2 separate regions of the Mus musculus genome follow, and region 2 is linked to region 1. A link is a contact called in public promoter capture Hi-C data. All regions are on one chromosome and are shown on one strand. Each heading gives the region's core, a stretch centred on a gene start, on an enhancer-like site or on the middle of the called end of the contact. The rest is flanking DNA. Distances are from core to core; before and after follow the strand shown.

What was found. Promoter capture Hi-C pulls out the DNA fragments that hold promoters and counts their contacts.
Region 2: a promoter capture Hi-C map of pre-B cells shows a contact between it and region 1. The contact joins the enhancer-like site here to the promoter of Gmpr in region 1. A contact is called at or near these places in 12 of 39 promoter capture datasets (the 3T3-L1 cell line, the C10 cell line, the HPC-7 cell line and 7 more), 3 of 15 datasets of contacts at CTCF or cohesin (the NIH/3T3 cell line, embryonic stem cells and large pre-B cells), 2 of 484 Hi-C or Micro-C datasets (the G1E-ER4 cell line and bone marrow-derived macrophages), 15 of 115 datasets of contacts at active chromatin or transcription factors (bone marrow-derived macrophages, cardiomyocytes, craniofacial prominence and 9 more) and 4 of 9 other capture datasets (adipose tissue, embryonic stem cells, liver and 1 more).

The regions. Positions count from the first base shown.
Region 1 is chr13:45,504,040-45,509,975 of GRCm38.p6, reverse strand. Gmpr (guanosine monophosphate reductase) reads right to left here and starts at 2,532. Exons shown (of 9, transcript NM_025508.5): 1 at 2,233-2,532. The coding sequence starts at 2,319.
Region 2 is chr13:45,035,619-45,041,933 of GRCm38.p6, reverse strand. No RefSeq gene overlaps it. Among named protein-coding and RNA genes, the nearest start is that of Gm23104, 12 kb to the right of the region's middle. Within about 2 kb of position 1,598, at least 9 of the 459 cell types and tissues checked have an H3K27ac peak or open chromatin away from gene starts, as enhancers often do. A contact at or near this core is called in the HPC-7 cell line and pre-B cells, where this site is marked.

The DNA.
Region 1 (5,936 bases), core at 1,283-3,782:
AAATCCAAAAATCTTAACTCAGGCAACAAACCCTGTGGCACTTCCATCTTTGATACCTTGAGCTAGATAGACTTGGGAGATGACTAGCCTGCTCCTCCATAAATGCATTGCCTAGTTGCAACGACTCTCCCTGTCCCCCTGCCTCTGGAACAAATTTCATTTCCTGTAAGCTGATGAATCAGGTCTGGTTCTGAACAAACTGCTGCATTGGTAAAAACCCATCCCTGCCAGGTTCTGTTCTAGTTGGTATCCATTTTCTCTTATGCCTCCCCCTCAAAGCTGTTGAAATGTTAATTGCCTATCTACCCCACTGTTTCCAATCCGCTTCTACATATTATTTCTACCTGGGCGAACTCACTTCAAGCCCCTGGTTGTGCCTGCCTGATAGCACGAGAAACGCTGAGCTGGAACGGTAGAGAGGCCAAGGCAGCCCCTTCTGCAGTGCCAGGCAAGCAAGTGGCATTATGTGAGCTCATCCACCAGGCAGGAGTGGCCAGCCACAGGAGGCTAGACCACAAACAATCGGAAGAGCCAATCCAGGTAGTTCTCTCACAAAAGCTACAATATGAGACAACAGTCCTCTAGGGCACAATTCTCACTGTGACAGGTATACACAGATTCCAAGATTCAACCCAGGCTGGGACATTAAGAGAGGCCATCAGCCCCAAACCAGGGGTTGCATGACATCATACGGCTCACGTAAATATTAACACTGCCCTTTCTCAAGAGCTTTGCTAGTTCAGAAAATGCATAGACCCTTGCTGTGGATGGATAAACGTGTATGTGTTTATAAATAAGTGGCTCATGTCTAACTAAAATTTAAACAAACATTAAAAAAAAAAACAGACAAACACTGAAGCCACCAAATTATTAGTCAGCCTAGAATGCAAACACTTCATCCTGACCTGGGTTTAGGAATTTACTGGCTCCTAGTTTCTATTCAACACTCCGGGGGTAGGGGTGGGTGCAGGGGGGGGGGTTCTCTAGTGTTTATTTTTGTTCCAAGGGTTTGCCCTGTTTTTTAGCATCTGAAAGCACAGGATGACCAGCAGCCCCAGTGGCATCTAATCTGGATGGGTAAGAGTCCATCACTCCCCCTTAACCCACCCCCCAAGTCTTGCCTGGTCCAGTTCTGCCTCCAAGCTGCCAATACCCCTGCTTCAGGAAAGTTCTACTCTCTCATTGGCTAGCCCAGAAGGCAGTCCTAATTCATACCAACCCTCAGCTGGCAGCTGCAGGCACTGCAGTCGGGCCTGGGCACCGGAGCGAGTTGTTTGCTGAGGGGATTTATTTATGGTCTTGTTTGTTGAGCAAAAGGGATGGGGCGGGCAGGCAGGCTTAGCTTCCCCCAACCCCCGCCCCTGTCCTTTCAGGCTCTTCCTCCTGAACTCCCCCCAACAGAGCCAAGCCACGGTTCAGGAACAACTCCACCAGCGAGCTCCGCCTTTCTAGAAAACTATTTATCCTTCAAGGTCTGACCTCGGCCGTCTCCCGTCTCCACCTGTTCCCAGGCGCTCATCTTATCATGGTACAACTAACTTCCAAATGGCCCAAATGACCCTCACCCCAGCGCTGTCCGCTTGCATTACTCTGGGCTGGAACTGCAAGCTGTCCAGTACCGCAGAGTGCCACCAAAAAGCAGGTCCCCAGCTCAGCTCCTGCAAGACCATTTAAACTCAAGAAAAAAAAAAAGAAAGAAAGAAAGAAAGAAAAGAAAAGAGAAAAGAAAAGAAGTGCCTGCCGGGAGCGCCCGGCTTTTCCGCCCGGTTCGCAGACACAGGACCTGATGCTAAATCAGCAGAGGCAGGTCCCAGCGCCAGGAAACACTGTTCCAAATTCCAAGCTTGAATCTGCAGTTGTATTTCCCTTCCTTTCATCCTAGCCCCACTGTTTCCTCTCCTCCCCGGAGCGCCTCTCCTGAGACCATTCCTTTTAAAGTCACTGGACATTCGGTTGGTTGATCTTAGCTCCTCTGTGTCAGTGTGAACTTCCCCAAGCCCACCACCGGTAGGCAGACGCATTTATAATTCCAGGCCCGAACTAGCACCCCCTTGTCACTGGCCCTAACTAGAGACAATCCAGGTGTAAGAGAAAACCGACTGGCCTTCCCCCTTTCTCAGGTGGGGGAAAGGGTGTGACGCCCCTGCCTCGGGCACAATTAAGGCACCCTGTGCCTCCCTTTGCACCCACTTCCCCCTTGCCAACCCGAAGGCGGTATGCCAGCGGCCCCACCTCGGATCGGCTCTTGAGGCTGCTCCGCTTAGGTCGCAGCAGAACATCCTTGAAGTCGAGTTTAAGGTCCGCGTCTATGCGGGGCATGGTGCTAGCGGTGCGCGGTAGCTTCCTGCGGCGGAGGCGGTGCGAAGGCCGGCGTCAGCCGGGAGCTGCGGGGCGCGTGCGTACAGTGGCGCCCGGGTGGCTGTGCGCAGACTGGTGCTCCGCGAACCCGGTGCGCACGCCTTGTTCTTATGCCCGCGCACCCGGAGCCCCCAGCTCCGTTCCCCAACGCCAGGCGCCCCAAGGGAGCGCCCCGCCCCCGGCTTCCAGGTCCCGCCCACATCCCGGGTCTCTGAGCTGAGCCCCGCCCCGGGCCCAGTTCTCTCTGCCTAAGCGCCCCCTCCTTCTGCTTGAGTCTAGCAGTGAGCCTGGATTCTGCCATGCAGCACCCTAGAGAGCTCTGACCTGGGCTGAGCTGCGAAATGGGTGCGGATTAGACTTGCACAAAGTCTCCCATTCCCCGGGGTATACCCTGATCGTACTCATAGGGGTGACCAAAGGAGAAGGTTAGGAGACCAGAGAGTACGTTTTGTTTTGTTCCGTTTTGTTTAGGACCGGGTTTCACTATGTAGCTCTTGCTGTCTTGGAACTCACTATGTAGACCAGGCCTGCCTCAAACTCACAAGAGATCTGCCTGCCTCTGCCAAAGACATGAGCCACTAAGCCTGGCTGTAGAGTATGGCCTTCATATGTGTTCCAAAGTGAATTCCCAAACCCCCTCTAAGGAGGGAGAAGCAGAGAGCTCACTGACTTGGTCCAAAATGATAGTCAAATGCTTAGCTCCTGCTGAATGCTGGCAAGGTAGACAAAAAGATTGCTGGAGATCAGAGCTCACATGCAGGATTCTTTCGGAATACGTGAGAAAGGGCCACCTTCTTTGGCATATACCCATGATTACATATCACAGACCAAAGTCAACCTCCAGGCTCCTCTGGTAACACACATTTGTAAGAAATGTCAAGGCCCCTGTGATAGAGAGCCTTCTTGTTCTCACCTCCCCAACTCACCCTCCACTATGCTAGTTCCAAGGCTGTTCCAGCTGACCTGCTCTCCCACCTCCTCCTTGTAGAGGGTAGGAGTCTCTCATCATTTTTGCTATTCTTCTCCCCCCCCATTATTTTCTCTATCCTCCCCACAAAAAGCCTATCCACAACCAGTCTTCTTTTCCTCTCTGCTCTGGACTCCTCCAGGTGCCTCTGGCTGTTCTTTCTTTCTTATCTACAATAAAAAGTGTGGTGGTTTGAGCAGGAATGGCCCCTATGGGCTCCCATATTTGAATGCTTAGTAATCAACCTGTGAACAGTGAACCTTTTTGAAGAGATTAGAAGGATTAGGAGGTGTGGCCTTGTTGGAGGAAGTATGTCACTGGGGGGTGGGGGGTGGGCTTTGAGGCCCAGGGTCATTCCATCTGCTTGGCATGCTGTCTGGCATAATGGTAATGGACTAAGCCTCCAAAACTGTAATCGAGCTCCAAAGAAATACTTTCTTTTATAAGAGCTGCTTTGGTTGGTCCTTCACAGCCACAGAACGGTGACTAAGACAAAAACCTTCTCCAGAACTAATGAAAACTCACCATCCTGGAGCTTTCTTTACTGTGCCCTTACTTACAAAAGGCTAAAAGTTTTGGCTTCCCTAATTCCCCTCTCAGTGTGCCCACCAAGTGTTGAGACAGGCCTCCAGTGTGCTCAAGAAGAAACCATTGGGTGATTATCCAAAGAGGGGGTGGGTTTGAGACTGTGTCAGTCAGTGGCAATGAGCATGACCAGTGTTCCAGCTAAAGCAGAAAAGTGTGTATGTGTGTGTGTGTGGGGGGGGGGGGGGGATGAACACAGGAGCAGAACAAAACAAAACAAAACAAAACAAGGCTTACGTAAATGAAGTGTCTTGGGGCCTCTGTCTAGGTTGAAAACTTGGTCACGTTCCAGTTGGGTGACCTTGAGGGTATCTGACTCAAGTATTTTCATAGGTTAAAAGGAAAGGTTAGGGCATGGTGGTGGCGCAAGCCTTTAGTCCCAACACTCAGAAGAAAAAAACTGGCAGATCACAGATCTCTGTGAGGCTGGCCTCATCTACATAGTGAGTTCCAGGACAACTAGGGCTACATAGAGAGATCCTGTCTCAAAATAAATAAATAAATAAATAAATAAATAAATAAATAAATAAATAAATAAAATTTAAAAATTGTTAGGGTTGTTACTGCTGCAATGAAACAGTATAACTAAAGAGCAGGTTTGGGAGGAAACAGTTTATTCAGCTTATACTTCCACATCACAGTTCATCATAGAAGGAAATTAGGACAGGAACTCAAACAGGGATGGGATCTAGAGGCAGGAGCCATTGCAGAGGCCATGGAAGGGTGCTGCTTACTGGCTTGCTCCTCATAGCTGGCTCAGCCTGCTTTCTTATAGAACCCAGGACCACCAGCTCAGGGATGGCACCACCCACAATGGGCTGGGCCCTCTCCCATCCATCACTAATTAAGGAAATGCCTAACAGTCATTACAGACCTTACAGACCACAATCTGATAAGACAATCCTAAAAGCTGTTCTGGGGCATGTCCTTTTACTCTAAAGGTAGTTTTAGGTATCATATCAATAGATCATATTGATATCATTGGTATCATAGAAAATTGCAGGTCCACAGCCAGAGAAGGAGAAACATTTTAAACAAATGTCTTGAATTAGTTTTCTATTGCTGTGATAAGACACCACAATTAAGTTAACTCACAAAAGAATAAGTTTATCTGGGACTTACAGTTTCAGAGGGTTAGAGTCCATGACTATCAAAGCAGGAGCAGGCAGGCAGGCAGGCAGGCACCAGAGCTTATGTCTTGATCCACAAGCACAAGGCAGGGGCAGAGAAGGGGGGAGGGAAGGGGGATGGGGGAAGAAGAAACTGGGAGTGGGGTGAATGGAAGCCTCAGGGCCTACCCCCAGGGACACCCCTCCTTCAACAAGGCCACATCTCCCAATCCTCCCTGAACAGGTCCTCTACCAGATAACTAAGCATTCAAATCTGTGAGTCTGTAGGGACCACCCTCATTCAAACCTCCACAATCATGCTGAGATGGCTGAGCTGGTGGGAGACTTCAGCCAGGATATGGGGCTCCTTTCCCTCCCCAGGATTCCATAATTTCCCATCATCCTTCTATCCTGCTCAGAACCACTTCCTTTTCCTTCCTGTTCTTGACAGCCTCACCCATTCCTTGCGAACTAGCATGTGGTTCAGCTGACCATGAAAATACTGTTGCTCCATAGTGACATTTAACACAAGTGTCTGCAAATGATCAAGGTCTTAGCCCATCCCATTTGCTCTCATGATCTTTACCCCACAGGAAGTTCACGCATGTTCCTGGAAGCAAATCAAACTTACCAAAGAGAAGGAACATTACCACCATCAGTCCAGCCAGTGAAATATTTATGACCCTTTACAAGCCGTGGAAGCCCAACATAGAAATGAAAGAAACAAGCAGGCTCTGTATGCTCTGTCGTAGTCATTGTCCTAAAGGAAAAGCTGACTTAAGCTATCTGTCCTCTGATACTCTCTGGTACTGAAGAGGCAGAAGTTCTCTGAGGCCATACCTTTTCTTTCTGGAATATTCTAGATAATAGAATAATATTCTATTCTCCTCAGATATAAAATCATGTTCCTTTAAAAC
Region 2 (6,315 bases), core at 349-2,848, 470 kb after region 1:
TGCTTGTTTACTGGAAAATTCCTGCAGGCGCAGCGGAAGCCGGCGCCATCTTGTAATGGCGATTGCGGCTCTCCACATCAGACCATTAGGATTGGTGGCAAGCACCTTTGATCACAGCATCAGAAACAAGAAAGATCCTGTCTCAACAAGGTGAAATGCAAGAACCAACTCCTGAAAGTGTCCTCTGACCTCCACACACATGCCATGACCCTCCCCCCAACACACACGCATGTCCACATTCACACACATACACAAATAAAAATTTAAAAAGAAAAAGGAATTCCTGATTTCCAAAGGGATTCGTAGGACAAATTTACATAGCTGCAATCTCAGGTGAGAGACTTACATGGGAGGATTATGAGTCCAAGGTTGGCCTGGGATATATTTTACCTAAATTGGCCTTATAATTTTTTTGGCCTTATAATAATAAAAATATTACCTAAATATTTTTATGTTTTTTAAACACATAAAAAATTATAACTATAGATGAAAAAGTCAGTATGTCTGTCAAGATTTAAAACTTTGCCCCCAGATGAAAAAGCAAGCCACAAACTGGGAGGAAATAGTTGACAGAAGACTGAGATCTAGCAAGGATAAGCCATTCTTAGAACAAGGTGGTAAAAAGCACCTTAATGAAATGGCAAATGACTGTTGCAGACACACTGGAAAAAAAAAGCCACAGGTTTTGTGGGGGTGTTTAGCACCATTAATCACTAGGAAAAAAAATTAAAAACACAATCTTACTACACATCTACTAGAAAAGCTAAAAACAAAACAAACAAATAATCAAACAAACAAATGTCCTGGCATAATTGACCCACCTGGGGAAAAGAGAGAACTGAGTCTGGCAAATGTGTCCTCTAAGCCACACGTGCTCATGCACACACATAGGCACACGCCACAAATACATGTAATAAAAGGCTCACAAAACCAAGTATTAAAGGGGCCATGAAGCGCTCTCCTCCCGGTGCTGGTGGGAACGTGAGATGGTGCAGCTGCTTTGGAAAAGCTTGACACTGCTGTAAAAAGTTAAACATACAGGAGACGACCCAGCCATCCCACCCTTAAGCATTTCTCTCTAAGAAGTAAAAACATACATCTGCCCAGAATCCGATGCATGAATATTCATAACAGATTTATTTATGATAGCCAAAACCTTGCAGGGAAAAAACAACAGATGTCTGTAAGCAGGGAAAGAATAGAGGAATCTGCCCATCAGACACGAGAAGACCACTCGGTAGGGCAATTATCCCAACGCAGGCCACAGCATAGACACACTTCAATATCACTATAGCGTGTCCCAAAGAGACTGCTTCCTCATAGTCCCATTTAGATAAAACTGCAGAACCACACTGCTAAACTGTCCCAGCCTCTGGCCACATAGGTCTGCTGGCTCCCAAATCTGACTGGTCTAAACTGAGAGATGCTTTAGTTACTATCCGCTGCTGTGATAAACCATGACGAATTAGACTAATGGATGAATGACTTTATCTTGTCTTATGGCTCCAGAGGGAGAGTCTCGTAATGGCAGGGTTGACACGGCAGCAGAGAGCCAGAGCAGGGAGCTGGCTGATCACATTTTGTCACACAGGAAGCCAAGAGGGTACACAGGAAGTGAGTTGGCAGTATGAATTCTCAGAGCCTGCCCCCAGTGACATACCCCTGTAGCAAGGCAGAATGCACCATTTTCCCAAACAGTATCACTAAATGGGAACCAGTTGTTCAAATACCTGAGTCTATGGGTGGACATTTTTCATTCAGACGATCACGCTGTGAGTGTCAGTTTCCAGACTTGATATTAAAACAGTGTGTAAAGTGTCTCATTAACAGTTTCACACTGATCTCGCCCCAAATTAATTAGTATCTTGATATTTGTATTATGTTACAGGAAGTATGTTATTTAAGTAAACGTAATTGGCCAGCAATATAATAAGAATTAGATACAAATGACCTTCACACTAAGAAAAAGTTAAAAAAAAAAAAAGAAATTCTCAAATTTGTTCTGGTGGGAGGGTTTCTGTTATTTGAAATTTTTCTCTCTTTTTTTTTTTTCTTCTGTTTAAAACTCCAGCATGGTGGTGGCATAGCCTTCTGCACTCAGGAGGCAGAGACAGGCAGATGTATGAGTTCGAGGGCATCCTGGTGTACAGGGTGAGTTCGAAGACAGCCAGGGCTACACAGAGAAAGCAACCACCCCAACAAAAACCTTCCCATAATTGAGAAAGCTGGTCATGGTGGCACAAGCCTTTAATCCTAGCACTCAGACCCCTGCACTCAGGAAGCAGAGGAAGATATGTGAGTTCAAAGCCAGCCTGGTATATACCAGTGTGGTAATTCTAGGGTCAAATGATGGAAGGAGCAGGTCTATAGAGACGTTTTAGCGTTATGAACATTTCAATTAATAGTAGACTGTCTGAGATAGCAAACGTCATATGCTGAAAAACCACCTTGGGAAATTAGCTGTGGTGCCTCCCTCATATATGGCTGACCAGCCTTTCTTAACCTGAATCTATCGTTGCAAATGGCCTTACATGTAACCAATAGCCTATGCCAAGACCTAGCCATGGAAACTTAGAACCCCACCTACCATCCCAACCCCACTGCGATTTAAATGTAGAATGCTTCACACAGACTATGTGCCTGAATGGTTGGTCCCCAGATGGCAGCGCTGTTTCGGAAAGTTGTTGTATCTTTAGGAGGGAGGGTGGCTGTTTGCCGCACAAGCCTGAGAGCCTGAGCTCTCCCTGGAACTCTTGGGTCTGGAGAGCACTGATGCCACACAGGTATCCTCAGACCTCCGCAGATCCTGTCCTCTGACCTTCCAACCCTGACTTAGAAAAGTAACGTGGAGCAGGATGGAATAAGATATTTAGGGTTGACTTCACACACACATACACACTTTCATACACACATATACACACTCACACACACATACACACAAACACACACATATCCACTCTCATACACACATGTACACACACACACACACACACACACACACACACACACACATACATACACACACACACACTCATACGCACATACACATGCATACTCACATATACTCACACATATACACATTCACATACACATTCACTCTCTCTCACACACACACACATGTACACATACACACTGATACACACACTCTCACACACATACACACTCTCACACACACTTATTCACACATATACACACTCTCATACTCACATGCACACACTCTCACACACACATACATACTCACTAACACATACATACACACTCTCATACACACATGCACTCTCACACACACATACACACTCACTAACACATACATACACACTCTCATATACACATACACATGCTCACACACACACACTCACACATACACACACACTCTCATACACACATACACATGCATACTCACATACACACACATATACACATTCACATACATATGCACTCTCTCACACACACTCTCTTACACACATGCACACACTCATACACACTTACATACACACTCACACACACTCTCATACACACATGCACACACACACACATACATACTCACACACGTACTCTCATATACACATACACATGCACACTCACATACACACACATACACACACACACTAATAATTTATGAAAAGAAACAAACTGAGCACATACTTCTAGTCTCATCACTCAGGGGGCTGAAGCAGGCAGATTTTCATAAATTAGAGTTAGCCTAGTCTACATAGCAAGTTCCAAACCAGCCAGAGCTACATAATAAGACCCTGTCTCAGACAGAGACAGACAGAGAGAGACAGAGAATATCTCCAAACCCAAAGGAATACTCAAATGAAGAACTATAAAACTTTTAAGCAATATAAATTCATCTATTAATGTTCTATAAGCATTCCTTTTTCATTAAAATTACTTTAAAATAGCAAGACTCTAATCAATGGCTGTCAGCCGGAATCATCAGACACTTGGAAAAACTTGGCTTTGGCCTCCATTGTACCCAGCCAACTTCATTATGCTTTCTGCCTGGTAATTATAGATCTTATTAACAAAGATGGGTTTGATAACTTAAAAATAATAGACACTGTGAATTGCATGCTCTCCCAAGGGCGGAAAATTTCACACATTTCACACACCAATGTGCAAAACATGATTTTGTTTGTTTAACTCAGGCAACTGGAGTTCTTTAAATACAGTGAAAGTCTCCAATTTCATACTGATGTGAGCTGCACTTTGTGAGCTCTGAGGAGATGAAATGGTTTGTCACAAAGACATCATCACACCCCTTTCTTCTTTGCACAGAGGTCAGCCCATGGATAACAAACACAGAAATACACAGAAGAATTCCCAGGCAGTAGCCTATCCTTTTAATTATTATGACCATGATTGTGTTCAACAGAGAAAATAAAGACACACACACACAGTAAAAAGGTAAAAAATCAAAAATTACTTAAAAATCCCACAATTTAAAAGAGCTCCACTTTTTAAATTTTATACTATACTTATTCAGTGTGGGTGTGTGGTGTGTGTGTATATGTGTGGTGTATGTGTGTATGGTGTGTGTAGTGTGGTGTGTGTGTGTGTGTGTGTGTGTGTGTGTGTGTGTGTGTTGAGAGAGAACATGCTTACACATGTCTTCACCTTCCACAGCATGGCACAGATTTCAAGAACAACCTGAAGGAGACAGTCCTCTCTTCCCACCCTGTGGGGCTCAAAGATGGAACCCTGGTCTTCAGGTTTGAAGACAAGTGTCTTTGCCCACTGAGTTATTTCTCTGGCTCACAATTGTTAATACTTTGCTGTATTTTATCCCATTGTTTTTATAAGCACATTTCTCAAGAGTTGAGATAATTTCATATACAGCTTTTTTTTCATTAATGCAAGCCTGTGCATTTTGAGCACTTTCTATTTTTATTCAGCTCTTGGTAAACATAATTTTAATGTCTGTGTCTTCTACAGTATGAGTTCCCATCATTTACTCCACCCTTCCTGGTTGATGGACATTTGGATATCTCACTTTCCCACCATTAGCTACCTGCATCGTGGTGTTGGCCTGGCATCCCAGCTGCTATGGAGGTAGAGGAGGTGGATCATAAATCCAAGGCCCATCTGGGCAACGTGGTGAGATCCTGTCTCAAACTAAATAAAACGAAGATTGGGGCATGTAGACCTGTGGTAGAGCTCCTGCCTGGCGTGTTCTTACTCTGTACCCAACTCCCAGTGCTGCAAAAACTGCAAGTCAAGAAGGCTGGGGCAATTAGTCAGTGGCTAAGGAGCATGCAATGACAGCTTAAGGACCAGAGTGTGACTCTCCAAGAACCCAAGCAGATGCCAGGTGGCTGTGGCTGATTGCCTGTAATTCCAGCTTCCCTGGGAGTTGGGAACTAGGCTCCTCAGCACAAGCTGACTAGCAAAATGAGCCATATCAGTGAGCCCTGGGTTTGATTAAGAGCCCCTGCTTCAATGAGTAAGGCAGCAGAGAGATCCTAAATGATACTGACATTAACCTCGGGCCTTCACACACCTTCAGACGCCTTCACACACTCATATGTACAGTCCCACACACGCACACCTACACACACATGGAAATGGAAAAGGGAAAGGAACCCAATATGAGACGACTATTCATCCACATTACACGGTGAACGTGGGCCCCGGCTTACAAAGCGACATGGGGAATAGTTTCCTGTTAACTGAGACCTAAACTATCACCTAAAGTCATCCTATAGAACTACCAGGTTGAATGACATAGGTGTGTTTAGAACTCTTAGCACATACAAGCAAATGGCTTTTCAGAAGGCCATTCCAGGTTGCAGTCTACCAACACAGGACTGACACTGGGTATGTATATTCTAGGGTCAAATTATTTGTCTGCATTATTTTGATTTGTGCTTTTAGATTACTTGTGAGTATACTCCCCGGGCATGATAACTCTTGATGTAAAATGTATACAACACAAATTTTTTTTTGCAGACATGTTTACTTTCCTCTGAATTGACATGGTAACTTTTGTAGAGTTTATTTTTAAGATTCCATCATGATTTCCATTCTGGAGTCAATGATAATTGATCTTGTGTTTTGTGGTGGTGGGTGCTGGGGTTTATTGAGTTGATTTCATGCACGCAAGTGCCTTGGCTGCATGTCTATGCACCACCCGCATGTCTGGTGCCTGCGGAGGTCAGAAGAAGGTGTTGGGTCCCCCGAATCTGGAGTTACAGGAAGTCGTGTGCTGCTCTGTGGGGGCTGGGAATTGAACCTGAGTTAGAGCAACAAGAACCCTTAATCCAGGAGCCACCTCTCCAGCCTCAGTGGTGGTTTAGATACTAGTGTGACTGA